Linked DNA regions of Dromaius novaehollandiae: region 1 is linked to region 2. Evidence: chromatin contacts called from public Hi-C data. All regions are on one chromosome and are shown on one strand. The core of a region is the stretch at or near the end of the contact, and the rest is flanking DNA. Distances in the headings are between cores, read along the strand shown.

The links. Hi-C and Micro-C count contacts between places; a contact is called where the count stands out from the background.
Region 1: a Hi-C map of brain shows a contact between it and region 2, with 13 times the contacts expected there. The contact joins the enhancer-like site here to the promoter of HOXA10 in region 2. A contact is called at or near these places in 2 of 4 Hi-C or Micro-C datasets (brain and ovary).

Annotation. Positions count from the first base shown.
Region 1 is chr2:38,584,247-38,589,147 of bDroNov1.hap1, reverse strand. No RefSeq gene overlaps it. Among named protein-coding and RNA genes, the nearest start is that of NFE2L3, 100 kb to the right of the region's middle. Within about 2 kb of position 2,042, at least 2 of the 2 cell types and tissues checked have open chromatin away from gene starts, as enhancers often do.
Region 2 is chr2:37,912,911-37,917,984 of bDroNov1.hap1, reverse strand. HOXA10 (homeobox A10) reads right to left here and starts at 1,350. Exons shown (of 2, transcript XM_026103729.2): 1 at 1-1,350.

The DNA of each region.
Region 1 (4,901 bases), core at 793-3,292, 670 kb before region 2:
ACTTTGCGAGCCCCTTGGGTAATCAGGCTTGTGCGCCGGAGCGTGGGGTTTGTTTCTCCTCGTTGCCATGGCAGGTATCTCCCCTCGGCTGCAGAGCCACCTCCGTCCCCGATCGCCCCCCGCTGCAAGGCCCCGTCGCCTCTCGCCAAACTATGCAGCCGCTTCTCGAGGGAGCGGGGTCCGGCGGGCTGTGCTCTAGGGAGCCTTCCTTATTTAGAAAGAAACCACGAGCCAGGGAGACCGGGGAGGGCAGAGAGAGAAAAGGAGATGGGGCTTGTTTAGAAGCAGCAGCTAAACAGCTGGGAGCTCTTTCCGTTGGTTTATATTTCTAACTTTGTTTGGGTCTTGCTTTACAACCCCCAGTGAAAACAAATCAGAATTGTTTCCTTCTTGGAGTGTCTGTTTAGGATTTAAAGGGGGGGGGGGGGGGGACTCCACACGGGTTCTCAGAAATCGCTGCTTTCCCAAACCCTGCAGCCTCCTTGTCCCCCCGCTGACCTCTCCCGCGGAGCCACAGCCCCCGCGTCCAGCCGCGCCGTGCAAACGCTGAATCGCTCTGCCTGTTGCTGCAAAGGTGGCTTTTCGCCCTTCTTTGCTGCAGGGAAACGCGTTTTTCATGTGCCGGATCACTGTGGGATAAACTGCTGTGGATGGTCCCATAAATAGCATCGGTTTATTGTTCTTTCCGAGTGAGAAAAAACAAAATACTGGGGAAAAAAAGAAAAATCTTTTATCCGATACACACGAACATCACGTTTATTCTTTTGTGGGATTACTTCCCAATGCTGAGCACTGAATACCAGCGTTTTTTCCACGCACGCAGACACAGACACTCGCAAGTCGCGCACACGCGCGCACGCGTATTGCCGCCGCGCATTTGCGGAGTAGGAGGGCGCCGGGCAGCCGCGCAGCGTCTCTTCGGCCGGTTAAAAGTTGTTCAAATCGCTAGCTACAGTCGCCTCCAGGTGCCTCCTCGGCTAAAACGAACTTAAACAAATGGCAGAAGGGGCTGCAATCTTCCAGGAGGAAAATTTTTAAAAAGAACAAATGCGAATACTGTGAAAGCGAGATGAAAGCAGGGGCAGGACCCACAGGGAGCGCAGGCTGGGACGTGCCCGGGGCTCCCCGACCTCCCCGCGGCGACGTCCCCGAGGCTGGGTTAAAGGCAAGGGGAGACAGCGTGTGCGCGCGTCCGCGGCGCCGGGGCAGCGCGGGGCGCGGAGCTGCCGCCGCACCGGGACCCCCAGCGCGCCCGCGCTGCCCGCGTGCCCGGGCTCGGTTCGTCCCGAGCTAAGCGCCCGCGGCACGTCGCTTTTGCCCCTTTTCGGGGAGGGGGTCACAGCGGAACCTGTTTTGCTTTTTTTAAAATAAACGTTAATTAATTGCCGCTTCCCTCGACAGATACATTTATACAAAAATGAGGCGGAATCATACAAAATTCGGGGCAGAAGCGCACCTTGGCGCGGGGGGAGGAGGGCACGAAGCTCTGCGGGGCTTTGCTCGCGCTTTTATTCCCCGGCGCCGACCCCCGGCAACCGGGCGGGCGCAGCCCTCGGCGGCTTCGAGCCCGATCCTCGCAGCGCCCCGGCGGTCCCAACGCGACCTTGCAAAAAATGAAAACATGTAAAAAAAAGAAAAAAGGGTGGAATTGCAAGAGGTGCAAGCGGCTGCCCGCGGGGTGCAGCGAGGGAAGCCCGCTGCCGGCGTGGCCGCTGCATTTTTAACTTGTCCAGCAGCGCGGGGCAACTCGGAGCGCAAAAACGAGGCGCGGCGCCGCCGCCGCCGCCGCCGCCGCCGCCGCCAGCCCTGCCCGCTGCAGAGCCCCGCGCCCGCCACGGGGCGGCGAGCGCCAGCCCGAGCCCCCCCGCGCCCCCGCCTCCGGCAGCCGCCCCGCCTCTATTTGTATACGCGGCGGGGATTGGCCAGCGTTGGCGCCGCGCACCGCCTCTGACGTCAGAATGCTCGCCTGCCAATGAGTGGCGAGGTGCGGCGCCATTGGCTGCCTCCGGGAGTGTCAATCAGGGGAGATTTGCATGCCGGGCGCGCCGCGGCGGGGGGTAGCGCGGCCCGGCGGGCGCGGAACGGTGGTAGAGGCGTAACGTGGCTCTGACTCCTAAATGTCTTCCGACCACCTCCGCAGCGTGTGCGTCCTATATTCACACGCGTAACAGTCCCGTATAATCTGCATTTTTCAGGCCTGTACGTTGTGCGTGCGCCTGCAAAATTTATGCAAAATCGGGATAACCCGCCTATGAAATAGAGCGGGGTGTGTGTGTGTTTACACGCTCGTTAGTTACATGTGCAAAGAGGTTTTCGGAGGCAGGAGGAAACTGCGCTGCCCCGGTGCCGCACAGCCCCGCGTGTTTCCCCTCGGCTTGCGCGGGCTGAGTGCAGCTCCTCCGCGGGCGAAACGCGCCGGTGCCGCTCCGCCGCTCGCGGGCCGCCGTGCGGGGCGTCGGCTAGACACCAGCAAAGTCCGCAGAGAAGCGACCGGGGCCCAAGCACCCCGCCGCCGCTCTCGCGTTGCACAGACGGCACCGGGCGCGTTCGGGGGCTCCTAATTCACCGCCCGGCGCGGCTCCCCCGCTGCCCTCCCGGGGCCCGAGCCCCGCGCCGCTCCCCGCCCGGTCCCGCTGCGTCAGCGCCGCGCGCCGTCCGTCATCCTCCCGGCTTCCGACGTCACCGGCGCCGGGCCACCAATCAGCGGGCGGGCGGCGGGGTGACGCAGCTGCGCGGCGGTGACGGACGCGCGGGCGGGGGCAGCGCAAGGGGCGGCGGGAGCCGCGGCGGGGAGCAGGGCGCGCCGGCAGGAGCGGCGGCCCCATGGCGCCAGTGCGGGCGGAGCGCGGGGTTGCGGCGCCGCTAGAGCGCGGTTTCTTGGCGAGTCACTTCGCTCTCCGCGCTGCCCCGACGGGGCTTTTGTTCGGCGTTTAACAAAACCAGCCCCCGGCCCCTCCAACCCCGGGCTCCTTCAGCGCCGCTGTTTCGTCGGCAGAAGCCGAGGCAGGGAGCAGCCCCGGAGAGGGGCTGGGGTGACGTCACGAGGGAGGGGCCGTTGCGTCACGGCGGGACCCGCGGAGGCGGCCGTCCCGCGCCGCAGCGCCGGGCTCGGCTCCCGCCCGGTGTTGGGTTTCCGCGGCCGCGGCGAGCTGATCCTTTAATTGCCCGAGAGATCCTTTTCTCCTCTTCTTTGCAAATAAAATAAACACAAGAGGGCGTTTCGAGCCTTTGATCCTCGCGCTGTACAGTAAGGAAAACAACCCGTGAACTTCAAAAGGGACGGAGGCGTTCTGGGGTTAATTTCGCTTCCTAAATGGCTGAACATGGCCATAAATCATAAATTCCCTCCTCTCCGTGGAAGCACTAATCAGGGGAACACGTACGGAAAGCGCCCTTCACGCGGTGGCAGCCTCAGACACCGTGCGGGCTCTAAGCTGACAGATCAAAATTCCGGCATACGATGTTATAAATCAACAGGTTTCATAAATCTTTGCAGGCGACGGCTCCGCGGGGCTGAGGCGAGGGGGGGGAGTTCCCGGCAGTAATGTGGGCACCGTGAAAATTCGCTTCCTCACAAGAACTGCATTAAGTAAACCTAACACCGAAATGTTGTCTGGCAATCTGTCTTGAAAAGGTTACAGTGTGTTAGAGATTTGGAAAGCGCCATAAAGCAGTAAAGATTATGAAGTACAGCTTAAGGTTTATCAAATGACTTCCCGTGCTGGGACAACCTTTCAACCGAAGGCAAAACCTGAAGCCTGTGATCTTTGCAGCCTCAGCCCATAAATGTGTTTGAGGAGGGATTCTGTTTTCTGCCGGTTTATAGTATCCCTTCTGCAGCACGTAATTTAAATCTACTTTTCGGGAGTCGATATCTGGTAGTAAAAGTAATGCCGTGCCATTAGACGTGGTGCTTTAAAACTATCGAGGCAGCCGCAGCGCGGAGGGACCAAACCACGCGCGGAGCCCGGCGCTGCGGAGCAGGGAAACGTCCTGCGCGTCCGAGCTGTCCCGCACCGGACAGCGGAGAGGCAGCCCGGGGTCCCGAGGGGGCAGCGCGGCTCTGCCTGGGGGGAGCCTGCCCGGGCGGACGTGGGGCCGCCGGGAGCCGCCGCCCGCTCGCCCGCCCGGGGGGAGCCGCGCGCCGGGGCGGCGGCGGCGCCGCCGGGCTCCCTGCGCGCTCTCCTCCCCCCCTGCGCGGCGTTTCCCTGCGCGCACACACGCGGCACCGCACGGCGTTTTTTAAGGGGGGCCCTTTGATCTGGGGAAGTGTCAGAATCCCGAAACCCGGGGCTCAAATAACACGTCCTTACGGCAAACAAATTTCTGCAGTCAGCTTTATGGCTTTATTGTCTGTGGCACGAATAAACTCGGGGAATTAGCGGGTTAGGAAAAAAAGCAGAAAGCTCGCCTGAAATAAAGTACACATCTGTTTCCAGAAGGAAATATTGTAAAAACACACGCACACACAAAGACAAAACCTGGCGGAGTCGCCACTGGCTGTAAGGACAGGGGAAAGCACCGTAATGTCTGCTACTTCTTAAGTGGCCCTTAACTGGATATTCACATGTACAATTTTCTTTTTAATCGGTTGTTTTATAATAAACCGTGTTATGTGTGTTTCTCTAATATATATGCACAAATAAATCTTAGTGGGTGTGTATAATCATATGTACAATACTTTTTGCATGCACAAACATTTAAACCCAGACTACCATAAAATTTAAATAGGGATAGATTTTTATGGGCTTGTGTATTAACAGTTTGTAATAAAATAAAGCTTACTCTGTGTGTGTGTGTGTGGTTTGTGTGCATATGGCTACGGTCACCGTCCAGTGTTCAATTTATTAGATGACTAACGCAGGTAGTATTAAAGTGTGCATATACATAGGCCCATTAAC
Region 2 (5,074 bases), core at 101-2,600:
CGCTTGCAGCCAATGGCAACCCGGGCCTCCCCAGCAACCCCTCCCAGTCTGGTTTCGTATGCACGGAGCTGCTCTCAGGTCGACCTCTGAATTTGGGATATATATGTATATAAATGTGCGATATGGATTTCTGTACACACACGCGCGCGCACTGGGCGCACGTGCGTGTGCCTGCGCCTGTGCGGAGCGCTGCGCTCCGGCGTGCGGACGGGGTGCGCTTCGGCGGCACTCGCTCCGAGTTTCACGTTCCCCGTTATCGCGCGCACCACTATAAAATAGCCCAGCGGTCGCGATGTTTATTATACCTAGGATGAAGCGGTACACAGATGAAGCTTTTATTATCACTCCTCTCCCCGCAGCCGGGCGTTCAGGAAGTAATGCGTGCTCACCTCGCTGCACAGCCTGTGTTTGCCACGAAATTAATAAAGCCACGGCTCGCCCTGCTTTGTATGCTTAGGCTCGGCGCCCTTTATTGGATCGTCTCGTTTTTAAGAAATAAAAGACATGTTATTGTTTATCACGGATCATTGGAAACTGTAAACGGGCCTCGTGTCGCTAGCGTTAAACTACTGATGAATGGGCAGTTTCCAGCCTAACATCGCCACCAAAACCCCAGGCTAGAGTTAAATTTACTAGAAATAAAATGTTCGCTGCTGCGCTGAAGAATCTATTAGGGACCGATGCCACTCTAGGAGGATTGATTGTGTGGTTGCAACTTCCAGTGCTTTAGTTAACGCTGGACTCTTCCCCAGGTCTCATCGCCACTTAAAATATAAAGCCAGACATATGCCACAGAAAGAATCCAGACGTGAGCAGTCCAAATGGATTCTCACAGGATGCTACACACCCTGTTTAATGATGTGTTTGTATTTGGGCGATCATTTTTATTTCCCCCCTCCCGATTTGGATCATCATTCGCTTCTCGTCTCTTCAAAAGCACCGTCTCGTTCACAAGCAAAGTACTAAATAATGGAAAGAGTAAGTAGATGAATCCAGAGATATTAGACAGCTCTGTCCAGTCAATATGCAATTGTGGCGGAGGTAGCAGACAGATAGCAGACAGACAGGCACGCAGACAGAGAGACAGATAGATTTTCTAATGACTCGCTAAATGATTCTTGCTTTCACTTCCATCATCCCTCGCTTATGCTATTCCGAAGTCGCCTAACTGCCTGGCCCGGAGGATTAAGGGTGCTTTAGTCGAAACAAAGTCTGGGGCCGCTCAGGGCTTTCCCAGCGTCTGCTCCCCATCCCTGCCGCCGAGCAGGGCCGGCTCCCCTGCTCCAGCCCCTCCGCCCGCGAGACCGCGGCCCGCCGGGCTCCGCTTCCACGAGGGGGGGCCGGAGGCGGAGGAGGAGGTCGGAGCCGGGGGCGGGGGGGGCCTCTGGCAGCCGAGGCCTGCCGGGGCCGGGCTGGGCTGCTCCCCGCGGCGGGCGACTGCCCGGAGGCTGCTGCCGCCCCGGAGCGCGGCCAGCGCGGCGGCGGCGGCGGCGGCGGCGGCGGGGGGCAGCGCGGCCCGCGCCGCTCCGCGCCCCTCCGCGCCCCTTGGCGTTCGCACGGCCCCGCAGCGCTGCTCCCGCTGCTGGCCCCGGCGGCGCCCGGGCCGCTTCCCCTGCAGCCTATCGATCTGTCAAGCCTCACGTGGTTTCCCATTTCAGGGTTTGCCTCCGACGAGGAAATTCTTCCTCTTCTGTTTTTTTTTTCTTCCCACATTTTGACATTCCCCTGGACAAGTTGTTCTGAAACGTGCTGAAGACAGCGGGACGCGAATGTTAGTTTCCGCAGGCGAGTTAAGCTGGTGGGGCCTCCCGAGGCTCCGTCCTTGTCAGATGGAAACGCTGGAGCAGGGAGAGGTTGTAACAACTTGGCAATACCCATAAAACCTTTATGGAAAGGCGTCTTATTTTTCCAGTGTTAGCAAATGTGCGTTATAGCACAGCTTACTTATGAGTGCTAAGCGGGTCTTGCCTGTCGGATGCGGTGATAGGAGTGGATCCAACAGCCTATAGAAACCCTTCGATTTTTTTCCCGCATTTCCTTCTGTAATGTTATTTGTATTTCCCCAACCCAACTTACCCCACAATGTGTTAATGTGTGATGGACAAACCTTATCAGATTCCTATGAGGGCCATATCACTGCTAACAAAATTAATACCATATAAGGAACCATTTTATTGGCTAGTATACAGGAAGGCTATTATCAATAGGCTTAGCGTTATAAATACAGATCTAAATAAAATGAAATGTGAGTCCGAACTCCACGTTCCAAATACATTTCTCTACACAGGCCAGGTATAAAAATTACTCCGGGGAAGTCCGCTCTTGCGGTATGTTTATTTTGCATTTGCCAAATTAAATAGAAATGGATTGCAAACCTAAAACCCATGCGGAATCGAGGAGTAACACTTGAAATCCTTCCAAAGCTGTTTTTAAAATAAGCAGCTCGCTTTTAAAAATTGGATTAAAGGGGGAAACGGCCTATAAAATTACGTTACAATCCTCGTCAGCCTAAATAAAATGACTCAAAACGTATCGGAACGAACACGAGTTGGCTTCTCCTTCCTCTTTGAAAGCTGATGCAGAGAAATCAGACAAAAGACACAGGGGCCAGAGACTATTTGGAAGAAGAAAACTAGTTTTTTACTTAACTTTTCTCCTGCCCCCCCTATAGGTTCTGTGGCAAAAGATTCGCCACGCAGGCGCTCGGTTTTAGCCCTCGGTTACTTTGACCAAAAGGAGAGTGCCCGGGTCCTGCAGAAGCTGCCATCGGAAAAAAACGATCTGTGCCCTTTTTTGTTGAGATTTTCATAATGAGCAGTGCTGTTTTGATGGTCAAGGCACTCCGTCTAGATCATGAACTCAGCTCGGCGGTGTATTATCCCTGCTTTCTTTAATCGCTAACAAGGCCAAGGCAAATAGTAACCAGCATCATCAAACCCAGTGAAGTAAAACTAATAATGTTCGCTTGATTCTTAACTATAAAAGATAATGGTCAATTCTGACTAAACTGAGCTAATTTGGCATGCATTGTGTGTAGCTACTGCGTTTCCAGCGCTTAGCAATGTGTCCCTTGGAGCTTAACCCCTATTTAAAAGAAATTTTAAAGAATATTGTGGACGCCAGGGGAGGAGAAATATTTTCTTTTTAATTCTAATTCTGTAAGTAAAGCTATCCGAGGGTCCATAAAATCGAGCAAATAAAATTCAGATAAATATCAAAACCAGTAATAAGGTGGTTTCGGGAGAATCAAAATCCACGGCGTGCATAAACAACACTATCCAAATAAAGCTTTATCGATCTAAGAAAAATATAATAGATGAATTAATAGAGTCGTTAACCTGTTTTATTGGTTTGACTAAAATTAAAAACAAAAAGGAAATAAATAAAACCCGACAGCTCAGCCTAAGCAAACTCTGGTTGGAAATTCCAAAATGCATCATGTTAAATCATGATTTATCCGTTTATTATATCCTGTATAAATCAAAAGATACTGCATTGTTAATCAAGAGACGCATTTTGTAAGCTAATTAAAATGCATTCTCATTTATAGACATGGGAAAACTGCAATTTGCAAAAATGCAAATGGCCTTGCAGTTTGTTACAGGAGTGCATGCGCCGCCTATCTGAGGATACAGTTGCAGATTACATTTTATACGTCGCCAAAAAAATAATGCAATCAGAGTACAGTTATTTAATATTGGAACTGTCATTTGTCAGGAACGTGCGTGTGTGCCAGATTTTTTTTTAATTATTTTTTTTGTCTGGATCTACTCCAAAGAAGGCGGAATTCAAGCAGGAGGTTTAGGAACTGCGTCCGTGACAAGTTAGGTGACAAGTGACGGCCCCACTAATTTTACCTTTACTAGAAATTCTTTCACAATGGGGGGAGGGGGGTTGGCTTGTTGTGGCGGATTATCTTGTAAAAAATTAGGGTGAGATTTAATTTTATTCCAGTTATTTCAGCCATCCAGAGGCCTGTTCCCCTAAGTATATTTTATAGTATATGTGTATCGTTTTACTCAGTTGGATTTGGAACATATTTTGCGAGTAATTCTGATGGGCTCCGGATTCTTGTATGCGGCAGAGCAAAATACACCCCAACCAATTCGTGAAGGGTTTGTATCACCGCCATTCCTACGCCTCTGGTGAGAAGAACGGTGCTTCCCATTGTCTGTATAGCCCTAAACACCGTCCAGAAGCAACAGTGATATCGGGTTATACATGTATGGGTAAAATCTTAAATATATGGGCCTGTCTTTTAAGTGTAACCTTATTGAGAGAAATGGGCCGCACAGCTGTATTAAGCATTTGAAACCGTATCGCTTCTCCCCTTTCCGTAGCAGTCTTTTCTTTAAATAAGATCTGGGTACAAACACAAATATCTCATTTTGGTTGCAGTATAGCTTGTCTCTCAGACACACATGTTGGCCTGAAGTTTCGATTTCAGAGCGTTTAATGAAAAGATTGTGGCAGAAAAAAAGACAACAAAACACAAACCCGAAGAGCTTATGAAAAAGCCTCCCAGGGGTTTGGATGTGGTATATGAACTGAAGTCGAGTACACGATTAATTAAACACAGTGTAGACACTGAGTTGGTTTCGCTTCTTCCCACGAAACATGCAAACCCAAATCATGTGAAATAATAAACAGTTATTGTAAGAAACAAGCTTGTTTTTTTTAATATTATCCTATGACCGCGGCCGTCAGTAAACAATTCGTAACCAGAGGGCGCTTTAACTGCTGCTGGGGGCCCTTTGATTTATTCAGTTGAGCATTGAATGGGGCAGGGAAACAACAAGGGGAAAAATAAATATTTGATCAAATATGCTGAGTTTAACTCGACTGGTGTAAAATGAAATTTAGCAAAGGGACCCTCGGCAATTGCCCTGCTCCTCCTCGAGACGTGACTTCTTAAGCCCTGACATTTCCGAGGAGAGGTCAAAAGAGATCAAAATCCCCGAGCTTTTAGTGGAACATCTTTGATGAAATCGATAGGTTCCGATAACCATCTCAAAACTGCTCTCTACCGACCGAACATGTGCTTTTAACTATACTTTCAGCAGTTCCCTACAAG